2 separate regions of the Triticum aestivum genome follow, and region 1 is linked to region 2. The links are chromatin contacts, called in public Hi-C maps. All regions are on one chromosome and are shown on one strand. Each heading gives the region's core, a stretch centred on a gene start, on an enhancer-like site or on the middle of the called end of the contact. The rest is flanking DNA. Distances are from core to core; before and after follow the strand shown. Region 1 holds the start of LOC123052855 (leucine-rich repeat receptor-like serine/threonine-protein kinase At1g17230). Region 2 holds the start of LOC123052853 (peroxisomal membrane protein 13).

Evidence for each region. A called contact is a pair of places that touch in the nucleus more often than the background predicts.
Region 1: a Hi-C map of leaf shows a contact between it and region 2, with 5 times the contacts expected there. The contact joins the promoter of LOC123052855 here to the promoter of LOC123052853 in region 2. A contact is called at or near these places in 2 of 5 Hi-C or Micro-C datasets (both in leaf).

Annotation. Positions count from the first base shown.
Region 1 is chr2D:304,847,705-304,851,597 of IWGSC CS RefSeq v2.1, reverse strand. LOC123052855 (leucine-rich repeat receptor-like serine/threonine-protein kinase At1g17230) reads right to left here and starts at 2,418. Exons shown (of 3, transcript XM_044476208.1): 1 at 1-2,418. The coding sequence starts at 2,020.
Region 2 is chr2D:304,431,274-304,434,890 of IWGSC CS RefSeq v2.1, reverse strand. LOC123052853 (peroxisomal membrane protein 13) reads left to right here and starts at 1,757. Exons shown (of 5, transcript XM_044476207.1): 1 at 1,757-1,923; 2 at 2,946-3,182; 3 at 3,287-3,617. The coding sequence starts at 1,917. It overlaps LOC123052854 (a long non-coding RNA gene), which reads right to left and starts at 1,683. Exons shown (of 3, transcript XR_006425135.1): 1 at 1,511-1,683; 2 at 138-240.

The DNA of each region.
Region 1 (3,893 bases), core at 1,169-3,668, 420 kb before region 2:
GGCTTGAGAGTTCAGTGAAGGAGGAAGGAACCTCTCCTTGAAGCTCATTGTTGTTCAAGAAGAGGTATTCCAGCATCCGCAAGTTCCCTAGCTGAGTTGGGATCTCACCGGATAGCATGTTGTAGCTGAGGTTTAGAGCAATCTGGAGGGCATTGAGTTTGCCAAGCTCAACTGGCACAGGACCAGACAGACGGTTGCCTCCCATCTGCAGCTCCGTGAGCCGGGAAAGGCCTCCGAAACTTGCAGGAATGGTGCCATTCAGACTGTTGTCGGATAGCTTGAGCTGCTCCAGGTTCACCAGTGTGCCGAGCTCCCGAGGAATGAGGCCGGTGAAGGAGTTTCTGCTGAGATCAAGCCTCTGTAGCTTTGTGCACCTTGCCAACTCCCGAGGAATCGGTCCGGTGAGCTGGTTGGATGATATATTGAAGGCGACAAGTTCCGTGAGGTTGCCAATGCCAGCGGGGACCTGCCCCACGAAGTAATTCCCCGACAGAATCAGCCTCTCTATGCTCCTGAACTTGCCGACCTCGGGCGGTATCGGGCCGGAGAAGCGGTTCTGGTTCATCTCAAGCGCCGACAGGTTCTGCATCGCCGACAGCTCCACGGGCAGGCTCCCCGTCAGCATGTTACCCCCCAGCCGGAGCTGGGTCAGGGTCTTGCAAGCCTTCACTCCGGGAGGGATGTTACCGATGAGACGGTTTGACCCCAGGCTCAAGAAGATGAGTTTCTGGTGCCTGCACAGGTGAGGCGGGATGCTGCCCGTCAGCCGGTTGTCCGACAAATCCAGCACCGACAGTGTGCTCCTCGCCCCCAGCAAAGGAGGGATGGCACCATGGATCTGGTTGTCGAACAGCTGCAGGTACTCCAAGCAGGGCAGGTTCTGAAACTCCATCGGAATTGCGCCGGTGAGGTTGTTGATGGACAGGTCTATTCTCCTTATGACACCCAGCTTCCCGAGCTCCCGCGGGATGCTGCCTTGCAGGCGGTTCTCGAAGAGGTGGAGCAGCCGTAGGGTCTGTATCTTGCCGAGCTCGCTCGGGATGGCTCCTGTCAGCTTGTTCTCTGACAGGTCAATTTCCACGGCGCTCTGCAGGTTCCCGAGCTCCTTTGGGATGGCGCCGTCCAGGTGGTTCCGGTAAATGTAGAGCTTTACGAGCATGGGCAGCGCCCCGAGCTCCCTCGGCACGCCGCCGGTGAAGGCGTTGTCGTTCAACGCCAGCATCTCCAGGTTCGTGCAGTTCCCCAGCTCCGGTGGGATCTCGCCGGTCAAGGCGTTCTGCCACAGGATCAACGTGCTGAGGTTCTTGAGCCGGGAGAGCTCGCGGGGCAGCGTCCCGGCGAGGCTGTTCTGCGCGAGCCCGAGCACCTCCAGGTTGCCGCACTCGCTAATCTCGACCGGGATCGGGCCGGAAAGGTCGTTGAGACCCGCACGGACCACACGGAGACGCTGCAGCGTGCGGACGGATGCCGGGATCCCGCCGGTGAGGTTGTTGGTGTAGATGACGAGCTCCTCCAGGGCGGTGAGGTTGCCGATGTCGGCGGGGATCTCGCCGGTGAGCAGGTTCTCGCTGAGGAAGAGCCGGCGGAGGGACGGGAGCGCGCAGAGCTCTGGCGGGATGGCGCCGTGGAGGGAGTTGGTGCTGAGGTCGAGCACCTCCAGCGCGCGGCACGCGGCGAGCCCTGCGGGGACGGGGCCGGACAGCGCGTTCTTGGACACGTTGAGCACGGCGAGCCGCGGGAGCGCGCAGACGGCGGGGGAGAGCGCTCCACCGAGGCCGAGGCCGAGCCCGTGGAGCGTGACGCCGGTCACCTCACGTGCCAAGGAGCAGGCAATGCCGGCCCACCCGCACGGGCTCGCCGCGTCGTCCCAGCTCGAAAGGCGCCCGTCGACGTCCACCAGCGCGCGCTTGAACTCCCGCAGCGCCGCCGCCTCGGTCTCCTTTTGCTCCGCCGCTGCCACAGCCGAGCTCAAGACGGCAAATAGAAAAATCTTGAGCAAGAAGTGCGCCACGGTCGCCATTGCCGTACGCGAGAAACAAACCCAAACCCAAACTCAGGCAGGAGCTCGGGCTGCACAGCGGAACACTTACTAGACTAGACTGGCGGCAAGAAACAGAGTGCCATGGACCTCCTTCCCCACCCACTATGAGTCTATGACTACGCCACCAGGAAACAGCAGGCCATGGGCGAGGTGGGTGGCACTGGTCACTGGTCGCTCCCGCAAGCGCAAGGGGAGGGAGGCAGTAAGCAGAGGAGTGAAGCTTTAAGGGCGGCGTGCAGGTGCACTGTGCTGTGGGCGCATGGCGATGGCATTGACCGCTGGCATTTCCCCGAGCAGGTGGTGCGCGGGGAAGGGCGTGGGGAGTGTCTTGGACCCGGCCGTCAGCCACACAATTGCCTCGCCCTGAACACGATGACGCATAGACGATAGAAGTAGACTTGTCGCAGTAAAGTAGGAGTACGTGTGTTCGTGTGGATCGCCCGCTAGCCGAAAGCGCCGTTTTGGTTTGGGAAAAAGAGGTGTCGTTAACATAAGCACATTTTTTTTTGCGATGAGTTAACATAAACACTTTGTGGCTAGGATTACGTGTGTTTCATCTCGTACCTTTTTCATTTCTTAGGGCTTCGAGATTTTGCATGCACTCCCACTCAACTATTAGGACGAGCTGGCCTCTTCAAAGTTATATAAGCATGCTATGATTCATATTTTGGTTGGGAAGAATTTCAAACGAATCCTAGGAATACATCAGATGTAGCTATTAATAAGAATGATAAGGCAATAATAACATCAATTGGATATGTGCATCACAATAGTGCAGAGGCGCGGGCTATCCCCTTTTCAAAAAGAAACCGAGACTCTTCAGTGATCTCCTCGCTGTGTATCAAAAGTATATGCGCACGACCGTCAGGTTCAGTTATTTCACCGGCACTGGTGATAACGGTTGAGAGTATCTTTGCGTTTCACGGAATTCACGGAAACCATTTTCTTAAAGTGTTTACTTTTCAATCATATCTTTGGCCAAGTAGCTAGCTACCTGTCATTTCATCTCCACAGCTCGCTCGCTAGGTTCATGTGGTGTCGGCTTGAGTTAGATCCACCCCCTGGACCTAGCTAGATAGCCTAGCCAGCAACACATAGAGCCAGCCAAATTTTACATCACATCATATCGTACACTAACCATGAGCATTTCACAGCGATCGCATCAGGCAGTGTCTATAATTTTCGTTTCAACATCAGGTAATAATTAAGCTACGGAATTCAGATTCTCCAAAGGAATCCTGTTGATATCTTTAGCACATCTTTGAACTAGTGTCAAAAATATTATGGGGCGGAGGGAGTATATGTTTTTGACCGGGTCAGTCATCTGAAATAACTAAGCGTATGAAAATATGTGCTGACATACCGGCACACATCACTGGTTAGGCCAAGAACTTTTGTACCATGCATGCAGATAATTCAACAGCCGATATGCTCTATATAGAATCAGTATAGATCGAGCACGTACACATGCAGGGTAGGCATCTGGTTTGTTTAGTGAGGTCAATATATATCTAACGTTCTGCATGAATTCGGCCTTCGCAGTAGCAGTCTCCCGTTCGGCCAAATATACCTTGTCTGTACATGCAAAGAAAGTTAGGCCCTCGGCAACCAAGGTATATTCTATGTGTGTTCCAGAGCATGTGAAACCTAAATAAAGCTATCGTATCGAGAACAAGAACACAGTGATGTGCATCGGCGGCAAGGAGCAGCGGGCGCCCGCCGGCGAATGTGATGGCAACGACAGCGCAGGCGCGTTCTCCCCGCGGTCGAGGAGCACCTGTGGCGGCCTGGATCCATCGTCCAGTCCACGGCAAAGATGGCGGCGATCCGTGCACGAGTGCTTGATGGAGGT
Region 2 (3,617 bases), core at 508-3,007:
CAAAAAAAACCTCGAGTTGCGAGTCAATAGTGGACTTGCAACTAGGGCGGGTATCCGAGTTGCGAGTCGATGGTGGATTTTTCATTAACATCCAGAGCACATGAAAAACAGCAAAAAAATGTGGCAGCAGACATTACCGCAAAGCTTTCATTGACATCCCGAAAAAACATGCCAAAGCTCCTGCCGTTGTTCATCTCACAATGAACGAAGCAAACTGAGCACAACATCCTGGTTTCGGAGCTGAAAAGGCAAAAAAATAAATAAAGAGAACGTGAGTTCCTAAAGAATACCAATTACACAAAAGATAAATGATGGAAAAAGACATGGGCCTGCAACAAAAACATATCATGACTCACATCATCCATGAAAAGCTACAGAAAAAAATACTGATCCTGTACAGTTTCTGCATCCATGAAAAACTATAAAATAAACATGATAGAACATATCATGTACAGTTTCTGCATCCATTTTAAAATGACTCATCATCTGGTAGTTAAAAAAAAATCAAATCTACAACAAACAGTATCAAAGATGAACATCAGTATATGGTTAAAAAAAATCCCTACTAGTACAGTTCTGATAACTCATCTGGAGCACAAACACATCATTACAAGTGCTCCCCACCCCTATGATGGATCCCCATTTTTTGATAACTGATGTTCATATACTATACATGAAAAAAAAACGTGTATAAAGGTTATATACAGCCTTGGAAAGTACAAGCATATACCATGACAGATAAACATCCACATAAGAGAAAAGTCCTACTTGATCTGTTAGGAAAAATGGAACACAATCTATCACGACAGTACACCCACAAAAAACAGTTAACCATCAAACGACTAGTTCACCCCCTACTTAAAAAAATGCCACGAGAAAAGCAAACAATTACCAATTGAATGTGCCACCAGTCTCACAAAATTTACTTACTAGCTATTGGCGCGCAGCCAGACAAAAACAAAAGACAAATCTACAAACAATGGTATCAAGAAGAACAACAGTATATGGTCGGAAAAACAATCCTACTAGTACAGTTCTGAGAACTCATCTGGAACACAACGCATTCTTACAAAGTGCTCCCCACACCTAATCCTCCTAAGAAAAATGGTTAACCCTCAATTCGTACAACCAACAAAACAACTTGAACCTCAATTCGTACAATCAAAACCTAATCAGCTACTGGAACCTACACCTACTTCTACTGAATATAGCAAAAAATGACAAGAAAATGAACTGAACACAGACAAAACTACCATTGATAAAATCCCCCTCCCTCACATCTGCGTGGATCCAAGATCGCTGATAAAATCGCCCCTCCCTCACGGGGACGCCGGGGGGGGGGGGGGGGGGGGGGGGGGGCGCAGAAGGATCCCCATTAACAAGCAGATGAAAATCTGGATGGGATCGGAGACAAACCCTAGAACATGCGGTACATACAACACAAGCAGAGGGGAATAGTACTAAAAATCGAACAAAAACTACAAGAATCAAGAAGAGAAACTTAATTCACCGGGTCTCTACCCCCTTTTCCCTTCTCCCTCTCCAAAATCGCCGTCGCCTGCTTGCCCTGGAGAGGAATGGGAAACGGGCGAATGAATGCGAGAGGGAAAACTCGATGGGCGCTCTCTGCAGAAGAATGCGAGGCGAGGACAGACAAAACAAAGGCCCCAGCCCAAAAATCTGAGAGAAAAAAAAACACGGCCCGCCCCCAACTAACAACGACGTGGAACGGGCCGCGCGCCAGACAAACGAGTCGCGAGCCTGCGTTTGCGCGAATATTAGAGAGGCTAGATCCAACGGCTCAGGCAGATGTGAAATAGCAAATCTGATATAAAATCGGCTGCGGGCGAGCGTGGGCCGGCTTGCATCGCACGACCCTTTGCCGGTGAAGAGAACAGAGTAGGCCTCGCACGCCAATGGCAGGTTCGCCCTTCCCCTTCCCCTCCAACCCTAGATAGATCCCCCAACAAACTCTCGATTCCTCGATTAATTTCTCCGATTCCATGCCAAGTCCACCCCGTAGCGGAGGATTCGGTCCGATTCGGGTATTCTTGCTCAGTTCCGCTTGAGATTTCGGCCGCGAACTTTGGGGCGAGATGTTGTTTAGGGATGTTTCCCGCAGTTGGAGGGCAGATTTGAGGTTGAGGGGTCGTGCTTCTGTACGAACTTGGAGCTTGCAACGCGATGAATCGTTGCCGGGTTGCTTCAGCTATCTTGACGTGGATGAAGGACGGTGGAACTGGCGTCAATTTTACCGATTTGTTAGGAATTGGCGTTGGCGGTTCGTGCGAGGATGTGGCCTTGAGAATTTTCGGCCGGTTAGTAGCTCGAGCTGTCCCGGGAGATGCCTTGATGTGCCAGTACCCGCTAATTTGTAGCTCTGAGCTTGATTCTATGTTGATTGGCATGATTCAAGAGGGTTTGGTTAGCTCGAGAGAGCTTATCGACCAGAGTTTTGCATACCCTGCGGCTCTTGACGTTCCATGATTGGTTAATGTCCGTGCCTGAGCCCTTACAGGCTTACTAGTTTGTCAAAGTACACGGTTCATTTGAGGTGTAACAAAGTAACTACTCCTTCCTGGGAGGCAGCCTAACATTGTTCATTTGATCATATACCTCTTGTTTTCTTGTTTATAAACCCATTCCGTTTTATACGACAGAAATTGCTTATTTGGCTAAACGATATTCTTGGCTGAAAGATAGCTCACCTACTTGTGCATCTTCTGTTGGTGCCTTTCATTGATCTTCTATTTCTGCACTCCAGTTGTGCTGGCCATTCTTCAGTATTGTAGTTTGCTGCTAGCTCACTGCCAGTCAAGTGCTTTTCATTATCCGATTATGGGGTTTTGTAATGCCTCTCAACTCAACTCACTGATGTTATGCCTCACATATTGATTTCTAAGTGGTTGAGATCAATTCTGATCTTCACTCGGTTAAATTTCCAGGTGCACCACCAAAACCGTGGGAACGTGCTGGGGCTGAGGGAACATCCGGTCCGTCTCCTTTCAAACCACCATCTGGTGGCAGCACTAGCGATGTCGTCGAAGCTTCTGGTACAGCTAAACCTGGAGAAACCATTGCTGCTACAGAGAGGAACATGTCGGCCAATGTAAATAACTCCATCTCGAGGCCTATGCCCCAACGTCCTTGGCAGCAAACAGGCTATGGAAATTCCTATGGAGGTAATCTACTGTACTGACCTAGAGCCTATTTGAAGCTTGTCTGCCTTTTGGGGATATCTTGCCAACAGTGGTTGTCCTGAGAATGTTCATTTCCTCTTATACAGGAACAGGATACGGATCCAATATGTATAGTTCGGTTGGTGGATATGGCAGTACTTATGGTAGTGGCGGGCTCTATGGGAATAGCATGTACTCGAGCTATGGAGGAGGTGGCGGCCTCTATGGAGGTTCCGGGATGTATGGAGGAGGCATGTACAACAGTGGCATGGGAAGCTCTTATGGTGGTTACGGCATGGGTGGCATGGGCGGCATGGGTGGTATGGGCGGCATGGGTGGCATGGGCGGTATGGGTGGTATGGGTCCTTACGGCAATCCGGATCCAAATTCATTTGGCCCTCCCGCAGCACCACCGGGTTTCTGGGTGTCCTTCCTACG